Linked DNA regions of Hordeum vulgare: region 1 is linked to region 2. Evidence: chromatin contacts called from public Hi-C data. All regions are on one chromosome and are shown on one strand. Each heading gives the region's core, a stretch centred on a gene start, on an enhancer-like site or on the middle of the called end of the contact. The rest is flanking DNA. Distances are from core to core; before and after follow the strand shown. Region 1 overlaps LOC123411740 (protein PSK SIMULATOR 2-like). Region 2 holds the start of LOC123408868 (aspartic proteinase nepenthesin-2-like).

Region 1 (6,720 bases), core at 243-2,742, 75 kb before region 2:
GGCCACCCGCCCCGGGCCAGCCGATCCCATCACCGCCGCCGTCGACGTCGCGAACGTAGCCATCGATCGATTCCCCGATCTCTGTTCTTGAGTTCTTGATCCAAAAGTAGACTACTTCTTCGTTGCACTGTTGTCCGGCCTCGTCGAGGAGAGCAGAGACGCCGATGGACTTATAGTGGGTGAGGACGGACGAGTCTGTGGTGCCACTCGTACGCCCACCTCTCGATCTTATCTCCAAAAAAGATGCGAAGAAGAAGGAGAAGATTATGTGTGAGCTCCTGCGGAGTCTGTCATCATCGTGGTTTGTCGGCCTCGTGAGCGTTGCTTTCGCGCCACCGATTGTGGTGCCAACTTCTCTTCCCCAACAAGGCGGAAAGGGACTGGTGGGCCGTCCGATCGTGAATCGGTGCGCGGGATGTCATGTAGCACGTGATATGATCTATAGTCCACATATGGCCACAAGGCATGCATGGCATGACACATAAAGTTTAGCTGTGGATGGTAGTATAGCTCAAATTAACAAATGGATCTGTGGATAGTGCTATTTGTTTTTGTTTTATTGGCATGCTGACATGTCAAATTTGAATTTTGAAATCTCGGTGACATCATATGCGTCCCCCATTCTATGATTCAATATTGCCAACTTGTTTTAGGAGAAAAAAAATAGTATGAGACTTTGTGTTTGGATTCCCCAACAAGAACGGTAGATTTTCCATTATTGTTCTCGCCGAGCTAGGTCTCGCGACACAGACAGATTGTGATGATTATATTCTTCTTTCATGGTATAGACTTCCCGAAAATTTGTTATTCTGCCGTTTGACATTTGAATTTTGAACTTCGAATCTCTGTGTTCATACCGTCGACTTGTTTTACAAGAATTCATTAGTTTTTCCTTGTCGCCCCACATGCCTGGAGGCACGGCCGGTAGATTTTTCCTTGCGATGATGATGGGCTAATCGATTGTGTGGTCACATATTTTTCGTCGTTCGGACTTTCGGGGACTATTTGATATTCCAGTGTTTGTGGTTATGTGAATCCGGTGCACGTCGCCCACGAACTCGTCCGCCTGAAAGCGAAAGACACGTACGCATCTGCACGCAATGATCAGCCGTGGCCTCTGAATTTTCTGCAAGTCTTTGTACGTACCTGCTCTTGTTTCTGCATCTAGTCTAGATGATAGATGTACCTCTGATTTTTCCACACGGCGCTTTTGTTCCAGTTCTAGATGGTTCGAGATGCTAGCTAGTATCTCAAGCTACACGTATCGTGTTCGGAGAAAATTATTCTACAGATGGAATTAACTTGCACCCGGTGTCGTGTCGGCCAACGGCTTGCTTGCCTATCATCGCGTACGGGAAGAAGAAGAAATTATGTTGGTCTGAGTTCACTCCAGTAGTCGTACGTGTTATTGCGCTGCCTATATCACATGCAGTGTCTGGGCGGCGCCGACAAGAAGCCAGTCGGCCATGCATGCACCTTGCAGTAGGGCGAGCAGAGCTGTGATGGATGGACGGGGTTATCAATTCGGTGGGTGGTCGTCGGAGACGCCGACCGCACCACGATCGCCATGGCGACGTTCGACGGCGATGGCCGCCCGGGGAGAAGACGGATAGAAGCCGGCGCGTACATGTGGGTGGCGGAGATGGATCGGATGGGAGCGGCGGACATGGACGTCGCCGTGAAATGAATAGGGAGTGAATATGTATGCATGGGAAAAGTGCTAGCTTGCATATTATTGATTTACAGTATAATGATATGTGATGTCCTGATAAGATGGATGAGCTGGTGAAGGGGAGACACTATCAGTATTAGTACCACTCAGTTAGCAGTGGATAAGCTCTGGACCACCCCGGCTGAATCATGGCGATGGTGTTATCTGGATAAATTATTTATTCTGAAAAGAGAAAGGATTAGGATGCAGCACTATGAATATTTTTGGCGACGACAAGAGCCAGGGGAACGCATATACTCCATGGGAATACAGAACATGGAATGCACAAGCGTGGAGGACCTCTAAAGATAATTATCTCTAATATTGGTTCAAAGTTGAGTTAAGTTCTGGTAGCCACACTAATTGTACAAACAGTTTCTCACAACATAATAACTCATAAAAAATATAAACCTGTTTATGCATCTTTTAGAGCTAAATTCATTTTTTTTCATTTGAAACTAATCCAAAAATCCAGAATTTTTATTTCTTAGGTAGCATGAAAATTTCTAGGTCTTTTTGCAACGGCCCCACGGACAGCTTCTTGGAAATTTTAGCAATATAATGACAGTTTTTGGAATTGTTTTTTTACTTTCTCACGTGGCAGTTATATTTATTAAGAATATTGCATTTCAATAATTAGTAGCATGGCATTTATATTATTAGGATATTGGTTTTTATGTTTTTTAGTGTTTTTATTAGTATCATAGCATTTTTTTATTATCAAGAGTATGCAAGGTTTATCATTAAGAGCGTAGCATTTTTATTATTAATAACATGGTATTTTTATTAATAGGAGGGTAGTAGTTTTATTATTAAGAGGATGAAAGTTTCATTACTGAGAGCATAGCATATTTATTATTGTTGCTAGGGCATTTTTATAAAGTGGATGTCATTTTCATTATTTAGAGGATGGCAATGTTTATTTTTATTGGTATGGAATTTTGTTTATCATAGTAAATCTATAATTAGATAAATGGCAGTTTTCATTTATTTCAAAGCATGGCATTTTACAAATTTTATGGGTTTCTCTGTTTTGTATACAATTTTTATGGCGATTTTTATGTGCAAGATGGCTGTTTTAAAGTTTAGCACGAATTATTTTCTAGATCACACAACCTTTGTTTTTTGGTTTTCATCATACTCATTGCCAACTTGTAAATTAGAGGAATGGCAGTTTTATAAAGTAGCATGTCATTTTCAGTTTTTAGTTCTTCTCCATGTGGTTTATAAGAACTGTTCTCTTCTGTTCATGAAATTTTAAGTTAGAAGAACTTTTGGGCTGATCAGGGGTCGCCATGGTGAGCCACGTAGCGAACAAGCCGAAAGGTTCACTAGGAGCTACTCCCCTAGCGAACAAAATTGTTCCATGGGAGCAGCTCCGTGGCAGTAAGCGACACATATTCAAGTCCTAATTCTACAACAAGCATTGCAAGCAAAGCCTAAGTTTTGCCCTTTGATAAGAAAGATCTAACCAATGTTGGAAAAGTTTACGAAGGTTCACACATTGCACAAAGAGAGGATGTCATGCCACAACCCAGCGTGATCCTTTAATGAAGCATATTTAAGCCGATGAGTCCAAATGGCAAGATTATCTATCATAGCTCCAATTTTACACTGCAAGTCTATCTCAAGATCTTGTAACACCTTCATGTTCCTAGTATCCTAGATTTTCCAAAGCTTGAGGAGCATGATGAAACCTCAGATGGAGGCGGGTAAGCCGGGTGTGGCATGGGTGAAGTGAAGAGCTCGTTGATGGGGCGGAATTAAGGCTTGATGGCCACAATGTGCTAAACTCTTCTTGTTGTCGGGCAGATGCAGAAGAGGTATCGCATCTCCTCATTCACATGATTACGTCACGGGCACGTGGCATTTGGCATGATCATTTTATTCAGCAGGTTGTTCTTGGTGTTTAACGTATGGAGGTAGAAGAGCTACCCAAATATCATGACTTTATTTAGCACCCGGGTGTTTAACGTATGGACGTATGGATTAGTTGGAGCATCCTACAGGGTTAAATCTTTCGGAAAATCGTGCCTGCGGTTATGTGGTAACTTGAAAACTTTGTTTAACACCCGGTCATAGCAAACTTGAAGTTAACTTAATTAAAACATGTCAACTCCGTGTGTAACCGTGACTGTCTCTTCTCGTGAGTTTCTGAACCGAGAGAGGACATAGTGGGATTATGTTTGACGTAAGTAGGTGTTCAGGATCACTTCGTGATCATTTCTAGTTCACGTCTGTTATACGAAGATCACCCTCCCTTTCATTCTTGTACTCGTAAGTTAGCCACTCAAATAAATGCGTAGTCGCTTGCTGCAGCCTCACCACTTAACCATACCTCATCCATTAAGCTTTGCTAGTCTTGTTACATTTGGAAATGAGATTGTTGAGTTCATGTGGCTCACAGATTACTACAACAACAGTTGAAGGTACAGGTAAAGCGATATTTTGACGTGAGCGCGATGATTGTTCTATTTGAAGTTTCTCCTTCTCCTTATTCTTCTTCATCGATCTAGGATGGGTTCCAAGCTGGCAGTCTTGGATAGCAAAGATGAACGTTGTTCTTTTATCGTTTGTTTTCGTTCGTAATCGGACTCTGCTCTTCTACATGATGTTTGAATGTTATTGTTGTATTAAAATATTCATGTTGTAGGTTGTGGCGAGTGTAAGTCAATTTCATATACTCATTTCTTATGTACATGTATTTGTAACGATATCCATTTGTGCAAAACGGCAAGATGCGTTTCTATCCCCATTGAGACCCTCGAGTCAAAATAAAAATAAAATCGTATCTTGGGCATTACACTTTGCTAACTTGCCAAGCAGCCGTAGCCACTAGAGATTTGTTCATAAGTGACAAATCTCTAATACCCAACCGTGCCTTCATTCATGGATTTGCAAATATCTTCTCAAGCTCTGAAACAAAGATGTTTAGAAGCATTGTCTATCTGTATCCATGTCCACCCTTTCTGATCTCGCTATATTTCAGTCAAATCACCAACCAACTGTAACACTGTTATATATATATTCTACATATGTACATGAACTAACCAAACATATATAATTATAAAACACACATATACAAGATATATACGATTGGATCGATTGAACAAGAAGAAGGCGGCAAAAGCCAAAGAATACCTACTCTCACCCTGTGCAAACCAAACCTCTCCTCTCACTCTCACTCTCTCTCTCTAACTAAACGAAAGAGTCAGTCTATCCAGCCCATCTATCACATCCAGGTCCCTCACCATCTCACGCCCGGAGGTCGAGCCCCGGCCGAACTCCCTTGCCGGCGAGCTGCCATGGCTCCGGCACGAGTCCCAGCTCCGGTGCGCCTTGTTCCCCCTGTCGGGCCGGGGTTCGCAGCTCTTGCTCCTGCCGTAGCTCGTCGCCCGCCAGAAGCTCAGGTGGTCCAGCGTCTCGCGCTCAGAGTCCGACAGAGGGCTCGGGCACGTGCTGCTGTGGCTGTTGTTCATGGGCGACGTGTTGTGCTTGGTGGCGTCGCCTTCGTGCGGCGGCGGTTCCGACGACGACGGTCCTCCCTTGCGGGACCGAGACCGTTCCCGCCTTGACGACTTGTTGTGCCCGTAGCCTCGGCTCTTCACCTGGACCACGAGGTGGTGGAGCAGCACCACCAGCTCCAGCATGTGCTCCTCCGTCTTGGCCTTGTCAGCATGGTGCAGCGTCTGCACCCGGGTCACGCTGTGCCGGGAGCCCGATTTCTCGTCCATGTCACTCCTGTTACAAATGATATAGAATGTTAGTTTGTGTTTGCAGAACAAGCATATACGAGGGAAATTCAAATGTGGGGTAAGATAAGGAGATCATGGTATTTGAGGGGACTGACCCGAAGTTTGCCCATTCGCCGACCCATCCAAATCCTTGGTGTGCCCTGGTGCAAGCATGGTAACAGTGAATTCATTGTGGAGAGGGGGAGAAAAACACAGTGCTCGAAAATCGGAATTTAGTTACTTTTTTAATAACCTGAGAGACCAGAACGACTGTAAGTACCTTGTTGTGTTTTCTGCTATTGGCAGAAGCCAGCGAAGGGTTTTCTGCATTTCAGCTTTGATTTGAGATACAGAACGCTGCGGAGTACAAAAAAAAAAGGTCGCTGTTAGTAATACGGCTTTGATGGGTCAACACTAGCAACAACAGAATCACGTCCCAGTTGTTGTCAAGAAAATACAAGAAAAATACCTATCACATTCAGAATGCCTGCTAAGTACTCCCTCTGTATCAAAATATAAGATGTTTTTGTTCTAGATTGAGACTAAAAGAACATCTTATATTTTCATACAGAGGCAGTATTACGCTGCCCACACAGACAACTGAACTTTCAGTGCTTAGAACGGAATCGTGGCTATGGACACACACACACAAAAAACAGAACTCTGCTAGTGCTAAGCTTGATCCACCGGTTTTGCATTTCTACTACAGATCCACGTGCACATATAAGTAAGAACATATTCTTCGAGTTGTGCAAGACAAACCTCCTCATCTTCAGTTTTGACTGATTGCAACCGTGGCCGCAGAGCTGACTTCACTGTTTCTGGCAGTCCATGGTACAAGTTGTCCCTAGCACTAGGAGGAAGAGAGAGCGGCCGAGAAACCTGCATACGTAGACAACAGAATGAGAACCCTATGCCTTTTCTTGTTTCTTAATCAATGGCATGTCGCAAATAGAAGGCTAAAGAGTATAGGCTGAAGCATGTAGACTTAGGTGATACGATAGTATATGAACTATGACAATGTAGCTTCTTCACAAAAATGACTTTCGAATTGGTATTTTGCAGCTAAGAGACAGACTGATATTTGTTACAGACTACTATCCTTCATAAATAAGAGGCCACATGGAAAATGATTACGATAAGTAAAGTAGGGCATTAAAAGAGCACGATAAACATCGGTGGGTCGTCGAATTAACTTACAATATTTTCAATTTGATTGATGATGTTAGCATAATGTAGTGCCAGACCACAGGCACCTAGCCTTTTGTTCTGACC
Region 2 (6,376 bases), core at 2,509-5,008:
CCTCGCCTGCTATGCTCGTGTCGGGCTGCACGTGCCTTAGACTTGAGCTTTGTCATGCATCCCGGTCCCGACGTGGGCACGATGACCCGACGTTGACCGGGCACCTCTTCCGGACCAGAGGATGGTGGAGGTGGGTGACGTACGTTAAAGAAGCAGAGCGTACGTGTCAGAGCTGAGCTGTTGGAGCTGCGCGCCAAGACGGAAGGGTCGATGACATCGTTGGCGCTGTGCCGACGGGCGACACACGTTGAGGAAAATCTGCAGGGGCCACCTTGCTCGAGTAGTGACCTCCTAATGGCGATGGAGAGAGCGAGCTCCTCCACATCGATGGCCGAGGCATCGGATTCTCGTTGGAGCCACTGTTGACTCCTTCGCCTGCCATCGGATCGGAGGGGAAGGGATCGAAAGAGGAGTGGACAGAGACGGGAGTGTGGTGGAGTCCGGATTGACCGATGCCTAGGATTTGCCGGATTGGCATATTTATGGTGTCCAAGAAGGCCATGCTGCGCCACGAAAACTTGGTGGATGCTCCCGGGCCGCCCTCATATCCGCCCCATATTTTGGCTGGATATGAACGGTGCGAGTGAGCCCGAACATTTGATGCATATTTGAGGTGCCCGTCTAGGCCAGATGTTCGTGACCGGACAGTGACCCGACGGGCTGGCCGAACATTTGAGGTTGGTTTGGGATGCCCGGTTGTAGATGCTCCCCTCAAATGGCCCTCATACGCCCGTGGATGCGTCCGATCAGTGACTGGATAGGAGAGAGAAGGAAAAAAGTAAGAGCATCTACAGCCGGACCCCTCAAATGACCCCTCATACGCCCGCGGATGCGCCCGGTCAGTGACCAGACAGGAGAGAGAAAGAAAAAGTAACTCAACCGGACCCCTCATATCGTCCGTATATGCCTAGGCTGTCCGCGAACCCTCATATCCATCTCAAATATGGAGAGGGTATGAGGGCCCGCGGACGCGCCCGGTTAGTGACCGGACAGGAGAGAGAAGGAAAAAGTAACTCAACCAGACCCCTCATAGCGTCCCTATATCCGAGTTTGTTCGTGAACCCTCATATCCATATCAAATATGAGGAGGATATGAGGCCCGCGGATGCTCCTGGTTAGTGACCGAACATGAGAGAGAAGGAAAAAAGTAAGAGCATCTACAGTCGGACCCCTCAAATGACACCTCATACGGCCGAGGATGCGCCCGATCAGTGACCGGACAGGAGAGAGAAGGAAAAAAGTAACTCAACCGGACCCCTCATATTGTCCCTATATGCCTAGTCTGTCCGCGAACCCTCATATCCATTTCAAATATGGGGAGGATATGAGGTCCCGCAGACGTGCCCGGTCACTGACCGGACAAGAGAGAGAAGGAAAAAGTAACTCAATCGAACCCCTCATATCGTCCCTATATGTCCAGGTTGTCCGCAAACCCTCATATCCATCTCAAATATGGAGAGGATATAAGGCCCGCGGACGCACCCAATTAGGCACCGAACATGAGAGAGAAGGAAAAAAGTAAGAGCATGTACATCCGGGCCTCTCAAATGACCCCTTATTCACTCGCGGACGCGTCCGGTCAGTGACTGGACAGGAGAGAGAAGAAAAAATGTAACTCAACAGGACCCCTCATATTGTCTATATATGCTCGGGCTGCCCACGAACCCTCATATTTATCTTAAATATGAGAAGGATATGAGGGCCCCCGACCGAGCCTCGGCGTGCCCGGTCAGTTCGCCACATAGGACGTAACCCCATTCCAGACCACAATTTTCTTCTTATTTTTTTTTCTTTCTCTTTCTTTCTCTCCACCAACCACGTGCAACTGATTGAAAATATAAGAAAAAAAATGAAAAATATGATTGCGTAGATGAACAAATAAGGGACACTGACCGGACGCGTTTACGAACGTTTGAGGATCCGGATTTTCTAGTCGTGGCTCAAGATGCTGTTACGTCGCGACCAATCTTGTTCCACAAGATGTGCCTGAGTTCTAGTCACACATGCTAATTGACGTACTTATGGTACTTGACTTGTGGCCAGACATACTTATACCGACTTTTCAAATGTCAGTCTACGAAATACTCCAGTACAGTAGCGTGGTTGCATCCTCGTCACCGCTTGCTTGCATGCTGCTTGCACGCGGTAAGCTTTCTTAGCCAGCAAGTCACACACTTACACTAACCACGAAGTAAGCTCTTTGATAAGAAAAAAAAAACGAGGAACATTGTAATAACAACATAGTTTTCACATGTAATAAAATCTTTACCTAATAATAAAGAGGCTATCGCTTCCGTCGGAAAAAAACGGGGAACATTGTAATAACAACATAGTTTTCACATCCAATAGTTTTCACATGTAACAAAAAAGCCCTTACTGTTTATGATATTAAACTCGTAGTATATATATTAAATATTTTTTTAAATACTCATATCTTTTAAACCGTAACTTCAAATTTAACATATTATACATGGAATTTGATTAGAAAAATATGTAGAATTTAAATATGATATTATTTTATCTGTTAAACGTTTAATAAAAATACTATCTAGGGTGCAATCTTAATAAATAAGTCATTATTCGTCTTTCTTTCATACTGGTACTCATCCGGATTGGGAATGAACACGTCAACAAAATCAGGATTAGAGATGAAACTGAAGGTCACTGGACTGATTCTTTGCACGTATTAAATCTACATGCAAGCCGTATTAAAATAGAAGACCTGTAAAATTTTGAACTGCATTTTTTAGGATAAGATCATCTTTACTTATATCATAACTATAAATTTTCAAATTATAGACATTTTTTATAAATTAAGAGCGTGTGCCGTATGATTTTTTTTTTCTTCCGTTACAACGCATGGGCCCTTTTGCTAGTAACTAGTAAAACGAAGAGCCGCGGGCGGTCCGTCAGATACAAATCGGACGATGCAGCAGAGGAACTCTCTCCATGAGAAAAACCGAAATTCCGGCGACTGCTTCGTCGGTCGGTCTGGCCCTCCGATCTGGCGTGTGAGCCGCGCGGCCGAGAGGGACGTGACGTGCCCTGCTCCGTGCTCCCGGTCTCCCGTCCCCGGCCACCGAAATTCTTGAACCGGACGCAGCAAATTCCGTGTAAAACGGCGCGCGCGCCGCTGGATCTGAAATTTTCCGGGAAATTACGTGCGTAGACCGCATGCCGTGTCGGTCTCAACAGGAATATATTCCTCCACCCAGTCTACGTTGATTGATAGGGACGTGCGATCGCTGCTACTCCTAGCTTCGTCTCGAGCTGTCTTTTCCTTAAAAAAAATGCACTTTGACTCGATCCATCGCCTGTTTGCCAGGTCAGCGGTCTCTTTTTCAGACTTTTCTCCGCGGGGCCAGGTCAGAAGTCATGCGTGCAAGTCTTTCCTACCGTGAAGGACACACGTCGACGTGGGGTTGGTGCTGGCCGGCTAATTGAGCCACACGTCATTGCATTACACCACGTCCTGGTGACGCAAATGGGTAGTCAACATCCAGCAAGTCAAATGCTTTCAAAATATACTGGCACTACTACTGCATTACTGTATTCTCTTTGTTGAGTAAAAAGTAAAGGTAGGAAGTAGTACTGTTTTTTTTTTCTTCGAGGAATACTGTTGTAGTCCACTCTAGTATTTTTTTCTTGAGGAATACACTGTAGCCTACTGCAGTAGTTAGTTTAATTCTCTTGTAGTATAATTTCCGTAAGGAGTACTGTTGTAGTCTACTGTAATAAGTCTATTTTTTTAGTAGTTATTTTCCTCACTTTGTTGCTCTAACGAACCGCGAAAAGGTCATCGATCTTCCTGGTCAAAACAATACAAACTCTCCGCGTTGTTTCTCCACGGCCCCGACAACCATTCCAACCCCCACCACCTTACCTCTCCCCTCCGCCTCGGCTTCCGTAGCTCACCTCCCCACAAATCGCCGACGCCCCCATCCCTCTCTCAGGCCTCAGCCATGGCGAACCTCAACCACCTGCCCGTGTGCTATTCTCTGCTGGCGCTCTTGCTGCTCTTGCTCGCGCTCTCGTCCGTTCGCGCCGGCAGCAACTCGTCGGCGTCGGCCGGAACCGGACCGCTGTACGGCATCGAGTTCCCGCCCTACAACACCGCCGTCGCCGACGCCGGCTGCGACGGCAGGCTGGTCGCCGAGGAGGAGGAGCTCGCGCGCCGGACACCGTCTCTCAAGCTCCACATGACCCACCGCTCCGCTTCAGCGGGCGCGACGGGGTCGGGCTTGTTCGTCCTCGACTCGGCCAAGAAGGACGCGGCCCGCATCGACACGATGCACGGCAGGAGGGCCGCGCTGCCCGGCGCGGCGCAACGGAAGGGTTCGCGGCCGCGGCGGGCGCTGTCGGAGCGGGTGGTGGCCACGGTGGAGTCAGGCGTGGCGGTGGGCTCGGGGGAGTACCTGGTGGACGTGTACGTGGGCACGCCGCCGCGCCGGTTCCGCATGATCATGGACACCGGCAGCGACCTCAACTGGCTGCAGTGCGCGCCCTGCCTCGACTGCTTCCACCAGACCGGCCCCGTCTTCGACCCGGCCGCCTCCGCCTCCTACCGCAACGTCACCTGCGGGGACAGCCGCTGCGGCCTCGTCTCCCCGCCGCCGCCGCTGACCGGCCCCAGGTCGTGCCGCAGGCCGCGGAGCGACCCCTGCCCCTACTACTACTGGTACGGCGACCAGTCCAACACCACCGGCGACCTCGCCCTCGAGGCCTTCACCGTCAACCTCACCCAATCAGGAACCCGGCGCGTCGACGGCGTGGCATTCGGGTGCGGCCACCAGAACCGCGGCCTCTTCCACGGCGCCGCGGGGCTGCTGGGGCTCGGCCGCGGCCCGCTCTCGTTCGCGTCCCAGCTGCGCGGCGTCTACGGGGGGCACGCCTTCTCCTACTGCCTCGTGGAGCACGGCAGCGCGGCCGGGAGCAAGATCATCTTCGGCCACGACGACGCGCTGCTCGCGCACCCGCAGCTAAACTACACGGCCTTCGCGCCGGCCACGGCCGACGCGGCGGACACCTTCTACTACCTCCAGCTCAAGTCCGTCCTCGTCGGCGGGGAGGCGCTGAACATCCCGTCCGACACGCTGTCCGCCGGCGGCACCATCATCGACTCCGGCACGACGCTGAGCTACTTCCCGGAGCCGGCGTACCAGGCGATCCGGCAGGCGTTCATGGACCGCATGAGCCCATCCTACCCGCTCATCCCCGGCTTCCCGGTGCTGAGCCCGTGCTACAACGTGTCCGGAGCCGAGAAGGTGGAGGTGCCGGAGCTGTCGCTGGTGTTCGCGGACGGCGCGGCGTGGGAGTTCCCGGCGGAGAACTACTTCATCCGGCTGGAGCCGGAGGGGGTGATGTGCCTGGCCGTCCTGGGCACGCCGCGGTCCGGCATGTCCATCATCGGCAACTACCAGCAGCAGAACTTCCACGTCCTCTACGACCTGGAGCGCAACCGGCTCGGCTTCGCGCCGCGCCGCTGCGCCGACGTCTAGGCCAGGCTCATCGGCCGCCGTACATTTTGACGGATTGACTGATTGAATGGTAATAGGAGTATGTAGGTGGCCCTGCTGACTGGATGGGAAGAACAGACAGTGAAGAAAGAAACTGGGTTGTGTGTAGAAGTAAACTGGGTTTGGGTTGACAAGCAAGGTCTCTCTACAAAAAAGCGAGAGGCTTTGGTGGAATTTTGACCAATTCGGCCGCTTGTTTGGTCGAATTTTTTTTGGGACTTTTTGCTCATCGTTTTTTGTTTGCTTGTGTGTATAGACAGATGGCTTATGTGGACCGTGATGATGACATCGTAAATGGATCTCGTCGCTGCACTCTGTGATGTGTTGGCGTCACACGACTTTTCTTTTGCTTCCTCCTTAGTACAGTACTATCTTGCGCTCTGGAATCTGCCCTGCTCGGCATGGCGGCCGGCCGGTCGCCGGCGTTACGAGTGGAGCGCGGGCCACGCCGGGGAAGGGGAACGACGCACGCCGGTGCCCTGCTAGCTGTTGAGCTTACGGCTTCACGGGCCAGCCTTGGTAGGAGCACCGTCGCCAGCGATCCGTACGTGAACTTTGGTTGGCAGCACTTTTTTTTTTCGAAACCTGTTGGCAGCGCTTTGAGTAGGAAGGAACCAACGCCACGGATTTCAACGTATTCTCAAGTGGAAGCGGCGGCGTCCCGCTCGCTCGACGACCCGGTCGAGCCCCCACGCGTGCACATGCATGGGCACGCACCGACCCGACCCGAGCAGAGCGCTGCTGCTGCTGCTGCTTCATCGATGAAACGCTCGTCGTGCTTGGCGCCGATCAGATATACTCCCTCCGTTCCTAAATATAAATCTTTATAAAGATTTCACTAATGAACTACATACGGATGT

Evidence for each region. Hi-C and Micro-C count contacts between places; a contact is called where the count stands out from the background.
Region 1: a contact with region 2 is called in a Hi-C map of an unstated tissue, with 5 times the contacts expected there. The contact joins the enhancer-like site here to the promoter of LOC123408868 in region 2. A contact is called at or near these places in 3 of 6 Hi-C or Micro-C datasets (leaf, seedling and an unstated tissue).

Annotation. Positions count from the first base shown.
Region 1 is chr7H:618,037,018-618,043,737 of MorexV3_pseudomolecules_assembly, reverse strand. LOC123411740 (protein PSK SIMULATOR 2-like) reads right to left here. Exons shown (of 12, transcript XM_045104706.1): 8 at 6,646-6,720; 9 at 6,208-6,327; 10 at 5,726-5,802; 11 at 5,562-5,606; 12 at 4,665-5,452. The coding sequence ends at 4,906. It also overlaps the pseudogene LOC123411741. Among protein-coding and RNA genes, the nearest start is that of LOC123411740, 6.9 kb to the right of the region's middle. Within about 2 kb of position 1,492, at least 3 of the 3 cell types and tissues checked have open chromatin away from gene starts, as enhancers often do. A contact at or near this core is called in leaf and seedling, where this site is marked.
Region 2 is chr7H:617,964,556-617,970,931 of MorexV3_pseudomolecules_assembly, reverse strand. LOC123408868 (aspartic proteinase nepenthesin-2-like) reads left to right here and starts at 3,758. Exons shown (of 1, transcript XM_045101904.1): 1 at 3,758-5,811. The coding sequence starts at 3,963. The coding sequence ends at 5,498.